Linked DNA regions of Salmo salar: region 2 is linked to region 1. A link is a contact called in public Hi-C data. All regions are on one chromosome and are shown on one strand. Each heading gives the region's core, a stretch centred on a gene start, on an enhancer-like site or on the middle of the called end of the contact. The rest is flanking DNA. Distances are from core to core; before and after follow the strand shown. Region 1 has its middle 20 kb from the start of LOC106589595. Region 2 holds the start of LOC106589359 (prostaglandin E2 receptor EP1 subtype).

Evidence for each region. Hi-C and Micro-C count contacts between places; a contact is called where the count stands out from the background.
Region 2: a Hi-C map of muscle shows a contact between it and region 1, with 8 times the contacts expected there. The contact joins the promoter of LOC106589359 here to the enhancer-like site in region 1. A contact is called at or near these places in 2 of 3 Hi-C or Micro-C datasets (gill and muscle).

What each region holds. Positions count from the first base shown.
Region 1 is chrssa02:63,652,973-63,659,445 of Ssal_v3.1, forward strand. No RefSeq gene overlaps it. Among protein-coding and RNA genes, the nearest start is that of LOC106589595, 20 kb to the left of the region's middle. Within about 2 kb of position 2,564, at least 1 of the 13 cell types and tissues checked has an H3K27ac peak or open chromatin away from gene starts, as enhancers often do. A contact at or near this core is called in muscle, where this site is marked.
Region 2 is chrssa02:63,707,184-63,713,656 of Ssal_v3.1, forward strand. LOC106589359 (prostaglandin E2 receptor EP1 subtype) reads left to right here and starts at 2,509. Exons shown (of 5, transcript XM_014179221.2): 1 at 2,509-2,906; 2 at 5,130-5,257; 3 at 5,483-6,043. The coding sequence starts at 5,171.

The sequences.
Region 1 (6,473 bases), core at 1,314-3,813:
CTTCATACCAATTCAGTCTGAAGCAGAGGAGGCTGGTGGGAGGAGCTATATGAGGATGGAATCATTGTAATGGCTGGAATGGAATGGAGTCAAACTTGTAATTGCCATATGTTTGATTTGTTTGATACTGTTCCGTTGATTCCATTCCAGCCATTACAATGAGCCCGTCTTCCTATAGCTCCTTCCACCAGCCTCCTTTGGTCTGAAGGAATGTTGAAATGGTTCAATGCTGATGGACAGTTCAGTACATGTTTCCCCATAACTGTGAGACTGAGACTGTGGCTATCTGGCCTGGGTTAAAATAATATTTCAAATATTTCAAATACGTTAATCGTTTCATTGAGCCTGCCTGGCGTCTGAGATTGACAGGGTTAGAATTTTTGGGTCTATTCCATTGGTTCCATTACTGCCAGTAAAACTCATTATTCAAACTCAAATAAGCCCAGCTAAAGTACTACATCAGAATTGGGTTGCCTGTGTAGATGAAGCCCAATACTATTTGAACCCAGGTCTGGTGGGGGTGGACATGGCTCCCTTCACACAACACAAAGCTAGGACAGCTTCCCAGCATTGACAGTAGCAGGCCCGGGACATTCATTTTATTGCCTGTATAAATGATGTCTGGCCAGTGGCTACAGTTCTCCCTGATGCTGCAGCTTTCCACTCCCTACTGTTTCATCAGTCTGTTGTACTGTTAATCACTGACCTCCTGGACTGGACCCTGAGGAATGGTAGTCGTTAAATCAGTGTTAGGTCTGCACTCAACAATCTACTTTAGATAAACCACACTTAAAAGATTGATGCTAGTTGTATTTCAGTCACATAGAGTAAAAAACAATCTACCTTAGATAAAACTACACTAGATGGTGAAGAATGAAGATCGATGACTTTTATTTCAGTTTTATTTCAGCCAAATAAAGTGAAAATCTATGTACCATAGATGAACTACTACTCTAGAGGTTTTAGAATAGAAGATCAATGATACTTCTATATCAGTCAAATAGGGTACGAAAATAACAAATATTCAGGCTTTTTTACTTTGCTAGTGGAATAGACTGGCTGGTAAAATAGGTTATCTTGGTACAATATGAGTATCTCTAAGAGGTATGACACGTTTTTGGTTTTGAAATATTATCCTTAATCAAAATGGATCAATTCCCAATGAACTGCTGCACAAGTAAATGAGCATCTTTACCCACAACTGGACTATCCTAAAATAGGCTACATGATGTATCTCAAGTATGTTATATACGTAAATGCTGAATGGCCTCTTCGTGGTATAGTGAGTGTTGAGAAGAAACCACATCAATGAGTCAGAGGCCGTATAGGAGTAGAGAGAGAGAGGGCGTATAGGAGTAGAGAGAGAGAGGGCGTATAGGAGTAGAGAGAGGGAGGGTGTATAAGAGTAGAGAGAGAGAGGGCGTATAGGAGTAGAGAGAGGGAGGGTGTATAAGAGTAGAGAGAGAGAGGGCGTATAGGAGTAGAGAGAGAGAGGGTGTATAGGAGTAGAGAGAGCAAGGGAGAGAGAGGACACATATCCCTACCAGGTTTATAGAGCACGACACGGTGTATGTGTGTCTGCCTATTCCAAACAGTGGGCCTCACTATGGAATCGATCTATCACGCTTCTGTCTCAGGCTCCTCTCTGCTTCCATCCTCTCTTCTCCACCAGACATTACGGACGTATTGATGGTCCCTGAGGAACCATTCAACCACCCTCGCTGATCTGCTTCCAGCCCCAAGTGCCTACTTTTAAAGCCTGCTAATAACTTATCCTGTATCCCATTCTGTTAATTCCATATTGACCCTATGCGTTTATTACACTCCCTGAGCCGGGAGAGTGCCCTGTCTGTCTGTCTGTCTGTCTGAGGCAGCCGGTAGATTACTCATGTTCGTCCGTCTGTCTGTCTGGAGTGGACATAGTCATTACTCGACAGATCGGGTAGAGCAGTAGAGCCCATGGTCGGCCCAATTGATGCCTGATGACCCAATAATGAGAAGAGGAGCCCTTTTCAAAGGGACCTGCTCGTTTTAAGTGAGAATGCAGCCTCAATCCCTTCCTGAAAAGAGATGATTGGAACACAGCCTAATCTCCTCAGAAGAGATTATGGTTGAGACAGTTCGTAGATGTACTGTCTATATCCAGGGCCAGATGAGTTGGATGTTTCATAGAAGTCCTGCTTGTTTTAAGTGAGAACCCAGCCCTCACCTAACCTCCTCAAAATATAGTTTCTAGATGTATTCAAGGACTGGAGCAGTTGGATTATGACTTGAATTTCCTAATATGAGTTGGATGTTCTACTTCTAATGTAATCCTGAGTTTATAACTGTGTCTTATGTGTTTTACGCTGATGATGATCCATCTTGGATACTGTAGTCTGTACCAATTAGTGAAAAGGCTCTGCATGCTAAGTCTTCTATGATCAAACAGACTATAGGCCTGTTTAAAAGATAGCTCTACTCCATTCATCGGCCACCTGTCTTTGATCCGGCAGAAGTGATGGCACAGTCCTTGATATAAATATCTAGAGGAGACATTATGTGATATGTGTCACTATTTTTAGCTACCATATCAAGCGTGAGTTTGTGTTGATGCCCAGTGAGCTGTACTGGATCGTGTTCATAAGGGCACACCGTAGCAAAGCACTTTGCAACAGAAACAAAAATCTGTCGTTCTTATTGGACAAGTTCAAGTAATACCTTCTGTTTTGCTCCATTTCAAAAGGTGTTCTCCTTACTGAACACAACCCTGGACTCTATGAATTCACACAGTCAGTTGATCTTCTAGAACAAGGGTGTCAAAGTCATACCATGGAAGGCCTAAGGTTTACAGGTTTTTGGTCTTTCATTTCAATTAAGACCTAGACAAACAGGTGAGGGGAGTTCTTTACCAATTAGTGACCTTAATTCATCAATCAAGTTCAAGGGGGAAGTGAAAACCTGCAGACACTCGGCATTCCCAAGTCTAAATCAGTCCCTGATTAGAGGAAAACAATGAACAAATGCAGTGGCACTGGCTTCGAGGTCCAGAGTTCAGTTTGAGGGCTTTAGAGTGATCTTTCCTTTCTCCTTTGTGAAAAGAAGGAATCCATGGAAAGAGTGTAGTGGGTGAACCAAGTTGACAGCACATGCTGAGTGACAGACAACATGTAATTTGTGTGGCAGTGCTGCTGTGGGATACATTTAGAAGGATCCATTATTTCCCTTTCCCCTCCTTATTTTGGCAATGACAGTACTTTAACTGAAACCTTAGATATGTCTTCAATAGATGATTCATATAAATACTCTGTGACTTGGCAGACAACATGGTTTTCTCACACGACTTGTGGCTTCGCAATCAGTGTTCCCAAAGGACCGATTTTCTCCGACTGTAGAACTGTGGACTGTGTGTGTGTGTGTGTGTGTGTGTGTGTGTGTGTTGTGCTTTTCCATATCGTTTTGTAAAGACCGAATGTCTCTTGTTACACAGGGGAAGATGTAAAACAGGGGAATCTCATCATCTTAAACTTGAGGTTGAAATCACATTGTTAGTTTGTTTTGAGCTCGTTGGCTTTTCAGGCAGTATTAAAGATAATAGACCATGTCATTTGTCTACATGAAAGTGAATACAGTACAGATGCATTACAGAATACAATACTGTATCAGTCAGTGTGTACCTAGCAAGGCAGCAACATATCCTGTAAGGCTATGTGCACTAGTCAAATCAAATCAAAGTTTAATGGTCGCGTACACAGATTGTTATAGCAGGTGCAGTGAAATGCTTATGTTACTAACTCCAGCAGTGTAGTAGACTGTCTAGCAAATACAATACAGATACACAAAATCTAAACAAGAAATCAAGAAATGTCAGAACGAGTCCAATTAACAATCCAGAGTAGATATATTAGATTGAGCAGTAAGTAGTTCAGTCATCTCCTGTCATGTCCTGACCAGGTAAAAGGGTCATTTGCCATAGTAGAATGGTCAGGGCGTGGCAGGGGGGTAGTTTTGTGTGTTTTGGGGTTTGTTGGTTTCTAGGGGAATGTGTTCTAGTTATTATTTTCTATGTTTCGTTTTCCAGGTTTGGCCGAGTGTGGTTTCCAATCAGAGGCAGGTGTCTTTCGTTGTCTCTGATTGGAAGCCATACTTAGGCAGCCTGTTTTCCTTTGGGTTTTGTGGGTGGTTGTTTTCCGTATTAGTCTTTGTACCTTACGGAACTGTTGGTCGTTGTTTGTTTATTTTGTTTAAGTGTTCTCTCAAAAAATAAAAGTTAAGATGAGCACTATACCCGCTGCGCCTTGGTCCCCTTCATACGACCCTCGTGACAGAACCACCCACCAAAAGAAGACCAAGCAGCGTGGTAAGGAGCAGCAGAGGTATCTGGAGGAATGGACTTCGGAGGAGATTCTGGATGGTAAAGGACCATGGAGGCAGGCTGGGGAGTATCGTCGTCCGAGGGAGGAGATCCAAGCAGTGAAAGAGGAGCGACGATACTACAAGGCGTTATATGCACCGAAAGGCAAGACTGAGAGGCAGCCCCCCCAAAAAATGTTGAGGGGGGGGCATAGGGGGAGTTTGGCTAGGTCAGGGGGGAGCCCTGACTTAACTTCCCGGGCGTACAGGAGAGAGCCGTGGAGCAAACCGGAGCCAAGAATGGAGTCAAGCACGGAGCTTGACGTGAGATTCCGGAGGGAGGTACTGGCGGAGAGGGTACGACTCAGCAGGCGTGCAGAGGGGCGAGCAATGCATTACGGGGTGATGTGCACTATCTCGCCCATCTTCACGCACAGTCCGGTGCGGTCAGTATGGGCTCCGCAGCGTTGCCGTGCTAGAGTTGGCACTCAGCCAGGAAGGAGTGTGCCTGCTCAGCGCATCTGGCCGCCAGTGCGTCTCCTCAGCCCAGTTTATCCTGCGCCTGCTCTATGCACGGCAGCCCTCATTCCCCAGCACAGCCCAGTTCGCCCTGCGCCAGGGCACCGCTCGTGCCTGGCTACAGTGACCATCCAGCCAGGACGGGTTGTGCAGGCCATGCGCTCCAGACCTCCAGTGCATCTCCAAGACCCAGTGTACCCTGTGCCTGCTCCGTGTATTCTTCCTCCAGTGCGCTACCATAGCCCAGTATGTCCTGTGCCTGCTCCGCACACTCTTCCTCCAGCGTGCCACCATAGCCCAGTACGCCCTGTTCCTGCTCCCCGCACTAGCCCGAAGGTGCGTGTTACTAGCCTGGCGCCTCCCATGCCAGTCCCACGTAGCAGACCTCCAGTGCGCCTCCATAGCCCGGTAAGGCCGGTGCCTGCATTGAGCACGCGGTCCGCAGTGCGTCTCCCCAGTCTGGTGAGACCAGTTCCAGCGCCCCGTAGGAAGCCTCTAGTGATGGTCAATGGTCCGACGTCTCCAGCGATAATCCATGGCACGAAGCCTCCAGTGATGATCCATGGCCCGGAGCCTGTAGTGTTAATCCATGGCACGAAGCCTCCTGTGACGATCCATGGCCCGGAGCCTGTAGGGATGATCCAAGGCACGAAGCCTCCAGTGATGATCCATGGCCCGGAGCCTCCATTGAGGATCCATGGCACAAAGCCTCCAGTGATTATCCATGACGCGGAACCAGTAGTGATGATCCATGGCACGGAGCCTGCAGCGAAGGTCCCCAGTCTGGAACCTACAGAGACTCTCTTCAGTCCGGAGCCTCCAGCGACGCTCCTCAGCCTGGAGCCTCCAGCGACGCTCCTCAGCCTGGATCCTCCAGCGACGCCCCTCAGCCTGGAGCCTCCAGCGACGCCTCTCAGCCCGGGGCCTCCAGCGACGCCTCTCAGCCCGGGGCCTCCAGCGACGCCTCTCAGCCCGGGGCCTCCAGCGACGCCTCTCAGCCCGGGACCCAGCGACGCCGCTCAGCCCGGGGCCTCCAGCGACGGTCTGCAGCCCTGAGTCTTCAGCGACGGTCTGCAGCCCAGAGCCTTCAGCGGTGATCTGCAACCCAGAGCCTTCAGCGGTGGTCTGCAACCCAGAGCCTTCAGCGGTGGTCTGCAGCCCAGAGCCTTCAGTGGTGGTCTGCAGCCAAGAGCCTTCAGCGGTGGTCTGCAGCCAAGAGCCTTCTGCGAGGGTCGGCAGCGCAGAACAGGGGCTACGCCCGGAGCCAGAGCCACCTCCATAGCTGGAGGACTGGCGACGTGTTGGGTGTAGCACAGGAACCGTCGTAGACGGTGGCCCCCTCCCTTTAGGTTTGGGGTTGTTTTTGTGGGGGTTTTGTTTGAGGTGCAGTCGGGGTCTGCACCTTCGGGGAGGGGGGGGGGGGGGGCAGGGTACTGTCACATCCTGACCAGGTAGAAGGGTCATTTGCCATAGTAGAATGGTCAGGGCGTGGCAGGGGGGTTGTTTTGTGTGTTTTGGGGTTTGTTGGTTTCTAGGGGAATGTGTTCTAGTTTTCATTTTCTATGTTCCGTTTTCCAGGTTTGGCCGAGTATGGTTTCCAATCAGAGGCAGGTGTCTTTCGT
Region 2 (6,473 bases), core at 1,259-3,758, 54 kb after region 1:
TCATTCTCACCTTCACCCACCTTCTTTCACTCTAACAGATGTTGTGGTTCTTACGTTGCGTTCTGGTTTTGTTGATAGACTACTCTTCAGCCAGGCATCTTTCTCGCCATTTCAGCCTTCACAAAGCCTCTCTTTGTGAGAGATGTTTTGAACCATTTGGAAGGCCTAGTAGACCTGGTCCAGTCCAATGGAATACCAAACCAATGTCTCAGAGTATTCCCTCAGAACCATACCAAACATGAATGTCCTCTCTCTCTCTCTCTCTCTCTCTCTCTCTCTCTCTCTCTGTCTCTCTCTTTCTGTCTTGTTCTCTCTCTCTTTCTGTCTCTTTCTGTCTCTTTCTCTGTCTCTCTCTTTCTGTCTCTTTCTCTCTTCCTCGCACTCCTCTCTTTCTCTCTTCCTCGCCCTCCTCTCTTTCTCTCTTTCTGTCTCTTTCTCTCTCTCTTTCTGTCTTTCTCTCTTTCTGTCTCTTTCTCTCTCTTTCTGTCTCTTTCTCGCTTCCTCGCCCTCCTCTCTTTCTGTCTCTTTCTCCCTTCCTCACCCTCCTCTCTTTCTCTCTCTCTTTCTGTCTTTCTCTCTTCCTTGGCCTCTTCTCTTTCTCTCTCTCTTTCTGTGTCTTTCTCTCTTCCTCGCCCTCTTCTCTTTCTGTCTCTCTTCCTGTCTCTTTCTCCCTTCCTCACCCTCCTCTCTTTCTCTCTCTCTTTCTGTCTTTCTCTCTTCCTTGGCCTCTTCTCTTTCTCTCTCTCTTTCTGTGTCTTTCTCTCTTCCTCGCCCTCTTCTCTTTCTCTCTCTCTTTCTGTCTCTTCCTCTCTTCCTCGCCCTCCTCTCTTTCTGTCTCTTTCTCTCTTCCTCGCCCTCCTCTCTTTCTCTCTCTCTGAACTCCTCACTTCTTATTGCTCTTAATCCAATGCCAAGCCACATGCCTGTGTCTGCCCTGGCGTTGCCAAATAATGATTTAATTAAACAAACATGCGCACCTGTCTCCAGTGGGCAGTACGAGACGAGCGCCACGCTTTGGTTGGACCACCTGACACATTCCTCCTATCCCCTCTTTTTATACTAAGCTGTCAATCAAAGAGAGAGAAAGACAGACAGTTTCAGCACTAAATGAATAGTGTTAGTAGTAGAGGATGGAAAGGAGTTCCCTAACTAAGCTGCATGGTCTCTGGGTAACCATATGAGTGAGTAGTAAAATGACATTCAATATATTTAAAACCACAGTGGGATAAGACACAGTAAGTAGTATAAATATGAATCATTCTTGGGCTGATCAGAGTGAATTAATTCCCTTGATATCTGGGCTATCTATAACAGGCTAATAAAGCCTGTCATAATCAATCACTGCATGAATTAAGTGTCTGGTTTAGAATATATTTGCCTAATATTAGCCTACATCATACATTTAGACAGGAGAGTAAAAAGCCACTAGAGAACCAGTCTGCCTACTTCATAGGCCTACAGTATGTCCTCAGCAAAGTATTCAACTTTTACTGGGTCTGGCCTGATAGTTGACACCTCTAGTTATTTATAACATCATGTTTCATATGCAGCGTCTGCGTAGCAAGAGAGAAATGCCATCTCTCGTCTCGGTTTGCACTTTATCATCAATTTGAAACCAAGCATTGATCCTAGGACCTGGAAAAAGAATACTGATCCAGAGAAATCAGATAGATCTCACTAGGGCGGCAGGTAGCCTAGCGATTAGAGCGTTGGGCCAGTAACCGAAAGGTCGCTGTTTTGAATACCCGAGCCGACAAGGTGAGAGTTCTGTTTATGTGCCCTTGAGCAAGGCAGTTAACCTTCATTTGCTCCAGGGGTGCCATAATACTATGGCTGACCCTGTAAAACAACACATTTCACTGCACCTATCTGGTGTATGTGACAATAAAACATCTATATTTTTTGCTACAAAACCTCAAGGCATACTCTGAGATGCACACGTTAAAAACACTTGCAACAAATGTATTTTTACAGGAGCACAGAAAATCGCCTGAATTACTGTATACCAGTATTTAATGGTGAATTATAAGCATAAGTATAATTTCAAACTTTCCTATACAGGCTGCACCATACTGTCTAACCTACTGCATGCAGTGTTTCACCTCTTATAATGATGGGTTATAGACCATAAGCTCATGTCATTTTTACTGAGTAATAATGATCAAATGAATCAATAATGGCTATTTAAAAACAACCAAATATTTAGGTATCTATTTTAAACTATAGATGTTTGGCAGCTGGTTATTGTGATGCTATTTGAGTTATTATTTCCTGTACCATGTATATACAGACTGATATTCAAAAGTATAATGTGAATGTGCCTCACATTGGCTACAGTAGCCTAATATTACAGTGACCGTAAATCGTACATGTAAACATGGACAAATTACATGAAAAAGTGTTATTCTATGTCTGAAAATAATATGACTTAATGACTCACGGGGCCGCCCATGGGCTACCTATCCATTAGGACACGGCGCTATATAAAACGCTATTGAGAAGCACGCGTCAGAGAACCTGCGGTACAGCCTATCCGCGGCATTGGAATATTCCACGCGCTCCGGTCATGAAACTCCAATCAAACGGATTTAAAAGCGATGAAGGCAATTCTGTTGGGAAGTTGTTGAACATTTGTTTTCCGAGAACAATGGGGAATATTAACTCAGTGTCATCATCCTGCCGAAGAGATATCATGGAACAATGGTTCTTCTTTTAGAGTACTTTTATTCTGCCCCAGTCGATTTAGGAAGACTTTGGTGAATGTGTTTCGTTTTCAACGGTTTCTTTGGATTATATAGATACCTGTATATCTTTCTGGAATCTGGATTTAGAATAACACCGCAGACTATTCCGTTGACAGGGTGGACATCACATTTGACTGGAATTATTCATCCCTATCTGTAATGGTAATGATTATTCATTAAATATTTTATTATCATAATTATTATGGCTTTTTATTTTATTTTTGTGTATGGCAACAGTATTAATAAAGGGTAAGCAAATGGACAGCTTTGGAAAAAAATAACCCACCTCAAAGAAATGATGCTAAGAATGTTTCAGAGCCACAAAGACATGCCAGTGGTATGTAAGGCATGGTAGTGCATATTTAAAATAGCTAAACACACCTTCAACTCAATAATAATTACAGGGTGGCTCGATGATAAGGTAATAATTAGTCATTGAGTAGGGTGATTAGGATGATAGTGAAAGGTGACAGGTCAATCCAGAAAATGTCTTTGGATGTTTTCTGATTCACCCTCAGTGACTTGATACTAAACCTATTTTAGTTTCATTTACAGTAAGGGTGAGCTGTGCACGGAGAACTGTTTTCCTCAAGTTTAGTGAGTATGTAGGTCTATTCATGACACATATGCATGTGCAAAACCACCTGTTGGGATTTTTTTTTTTTGTATAATAGAACAGAAAATAATAGAATATAATTGAGTAGAATAGAACAGCCAAGTTATTAATTGAGTTGGGTAGAATAATGTTGGCAGCATATACCACCTCTATTAGTGACATTAGACCACTGAATAAAACAGACAAATCTGTATTAGAAACATAGACTGTCTGCCACATCAATACAATATAGACACACTGTTGAAACACAAACATGTGTGTAGAGTTATCAGAAATGTGTTTTTTTTGCTTAAGATGTATTGCTTGAAAGTCTACTTTTACACCAACGAACACAGACCATTTGAGGCGGTTTAAAAATAACCATCACCTCAATGTAATGTCCATGTTTCCAGACAAGTGTTAATGTGAGGAAACCATTTTGTCAAGAGAGAGAGCGAGAACGTGTGTTGCCTGCTGCCTCCCTGGTCTAGAATAGAGCCTGAGGGATTGAAGCTGCTCATGGAATGTGTCTCAATAGTTGTGTGCTTGTCAACAGGGAACTGTTATAACTTGCCCTTAGTTCTAACCCGTCAGTGGCGTATGACTAATGTACAACAGATTGTGTGATACAACAGAGAGTTTTTCAGCAGAAAAGTCATTACACCAGTGTGTGGAGACACTGCAGAATGCTTGTGTCTATATTTGTGTGCAGACAACCTCCCAGTTGTATCAAATGCATTGTACATCAATTGTACAACCTAAGGGTGAATAGAGCAGCTGTTCTGTGGGATTAGGTGGAAGCTGTCCCTAACTGCTGATTCAGGATCAGATATTGTTTAATGATTCCTTAATGGTTATGTTTGGGAATTGGGGTAGAATGAGCTGATCCTAGACCTGTGGTTAGGGGTTAGGTGCTATTACCTCAAATAAACATTTAAAATAAATAAAAATCATTATTCGTCATGTACACAGTTTACAGCAGGTATAAAAGTTTAAGTGAAATGCTTGCGTGATAGACACTCAACATTGCAGTACAATATCAATAAAAAAATTTAAATAATGAGTAATTAGAGGAAGGTAGTATGCAAAGTAAAACTGATATGTACACAATAGAATATACAGTATAGATAATGAATGTGTTATGTCAAGTATGACTGTGTTACAAATATAACGTGGATAGTGTCTTGGTCGCGCAGTTAAATAAATGGTATATAATAGAACAGCAGTGTTGAGTGTGTGTGTGTGTGTGTGTGTGTGTGTGTGTGTGTGTGTGTGTGTGTGTGTGTGTGTGTGTGTGTGTGTGTGTGTGTGTGTGTGTGTGTGTGTGTGTGTGTGTGTGTGTGTGTGCGTGTGTTTATGTGTGTTTCTGTGTTTGCGCTTGTGTGTAAGGGTTGGATGTCTGGAGAGTCAATGCAAACAGTCTCTAAGGTACAGATATTCTCTGAGGTGCAAATAGCTATTTTTGTCAAGTTTAAGTTTAAAGGGGCTTTAAAGCATATTCTATCTATGTGGGTTAAATAGGATAGAGAACAGTGTGAATTTTGACACATCTGATTCTGTGGTGTCATTCATGAGTTCCTCATCATCATGATATTTTGTAGCTAGTAGATAGCTAGATAGGGAAGAAGACGTGTTGCTGAAACTTGAGAGTCTGAATTCTAGTATTGACTGTGTGTGTTTTCCATTTATATTGCTACCTATACAATGACCCCATTCCCCCATGTTACTTACAGGTCATTGAAGCCTGAAATACCACTATAATCATATTGTCTCTCTCCTTCTCTTCCCAGCCTCTCTCGGTGATGGGGTTCCTGACCTTCAAAGCCCAGTGATGCTAGCCATGAATCACTACAACCTCTCCGGGCCCCCGGGGGCCCTCGACCCCCTCTCCAACCTCAGCCAGTGGGACACGGAGATGGTAGGTAGGCCAGATATTAGAGAAGTGGAACAGTAACCCGAAGGTCACTGGTTAAAGTCCCGGGGGCCAGAACTAGCTAATGGAGGGAGGCTGGTTTCACTTCTGTGTGTGTGTGTATGTGTGATGTCCGTTGGGTTGATAACATAAGACAGCAAAAAGACACAGTTCAGATTGTGATGGAGGGAGGGAGGCATAAAGTTGTATTGTATATTGCATATTGTATAGGTGGAAATGGAGAGTCTGGCTCACCAGGGGAACCTCACCTCGGACAAGCCTATGTCCGGAGGCCCGATCGCAGCCGCTCTCTCCATGACCCTGGGCGTCATCTCCAACATCGTGGCCTTGTTCATCCTGGCCAACGCCTACTCCCACCAGCGCCGACGCTCCAAAGCCACCTTCCTCCTCTTCGCCAGCTCCCTGGTACTCACAGACTTTTTTGGCCACATCATCCCGGGAGCGCTGGTCCTCCGGCTTTACCTCTCCGGAGGGGTGTTCCCCGAGGCGGTTGCCGCTTCCTCAAACGGCTCGACCGACCCCATGTGCCAGTTCCTGGGTGGATCTATGGTGTTCTTCGGTCTGTGCCCGCTCTTCCTGGGCTGTGCGATGGCCGCCGAGCGCTGTCTGGGTGTTACGCAGCCACTGCTCCACTCCTCCTTAGTTACCACCACCCGTACCAAGCTGTCCCTCTCTGGGATCTGGCTGGTGGCCCTCTGCGTGGCCCTGCTGCCCTGTTTCCAGCTGGGGTCATACACCTACCAGCACCCCAACAGCTGGTGTTTTATCAAGGTCAGTAGCCAGCAGGGCTGGGGTCAATTAGAATTAACAGCTGTCAGTTCAGAAAGTGATTTTAATAAAAAAAAATAAGAAATGGAAAAACATTTGAAATAAATAGCTTCTACTCCTCCGTTTATTAACAAGTAATTAAAAATAGATGCAGTTTTTATTTTTTTAAATTTTTGTAATTATTTATTGATTTAATTCAATTCGAATTGACACCAGCCCTGGCAGCCAGATACTGAGCTCCCCTAATGCTTTAGGTTGAACATTCTCAAAGTTCTATGGCAGTTATTTAAACAATGTGACGTTTAGTAAATCTGCCTACCACCATTAAAGTGAATGGGATTTTTTTTGAGGCACAAAAAGCTTCATAGAAATAACACTAGTGTACAATATGACAGGATAAAGTACCGAGTTATATACAACAACGACTAAATGT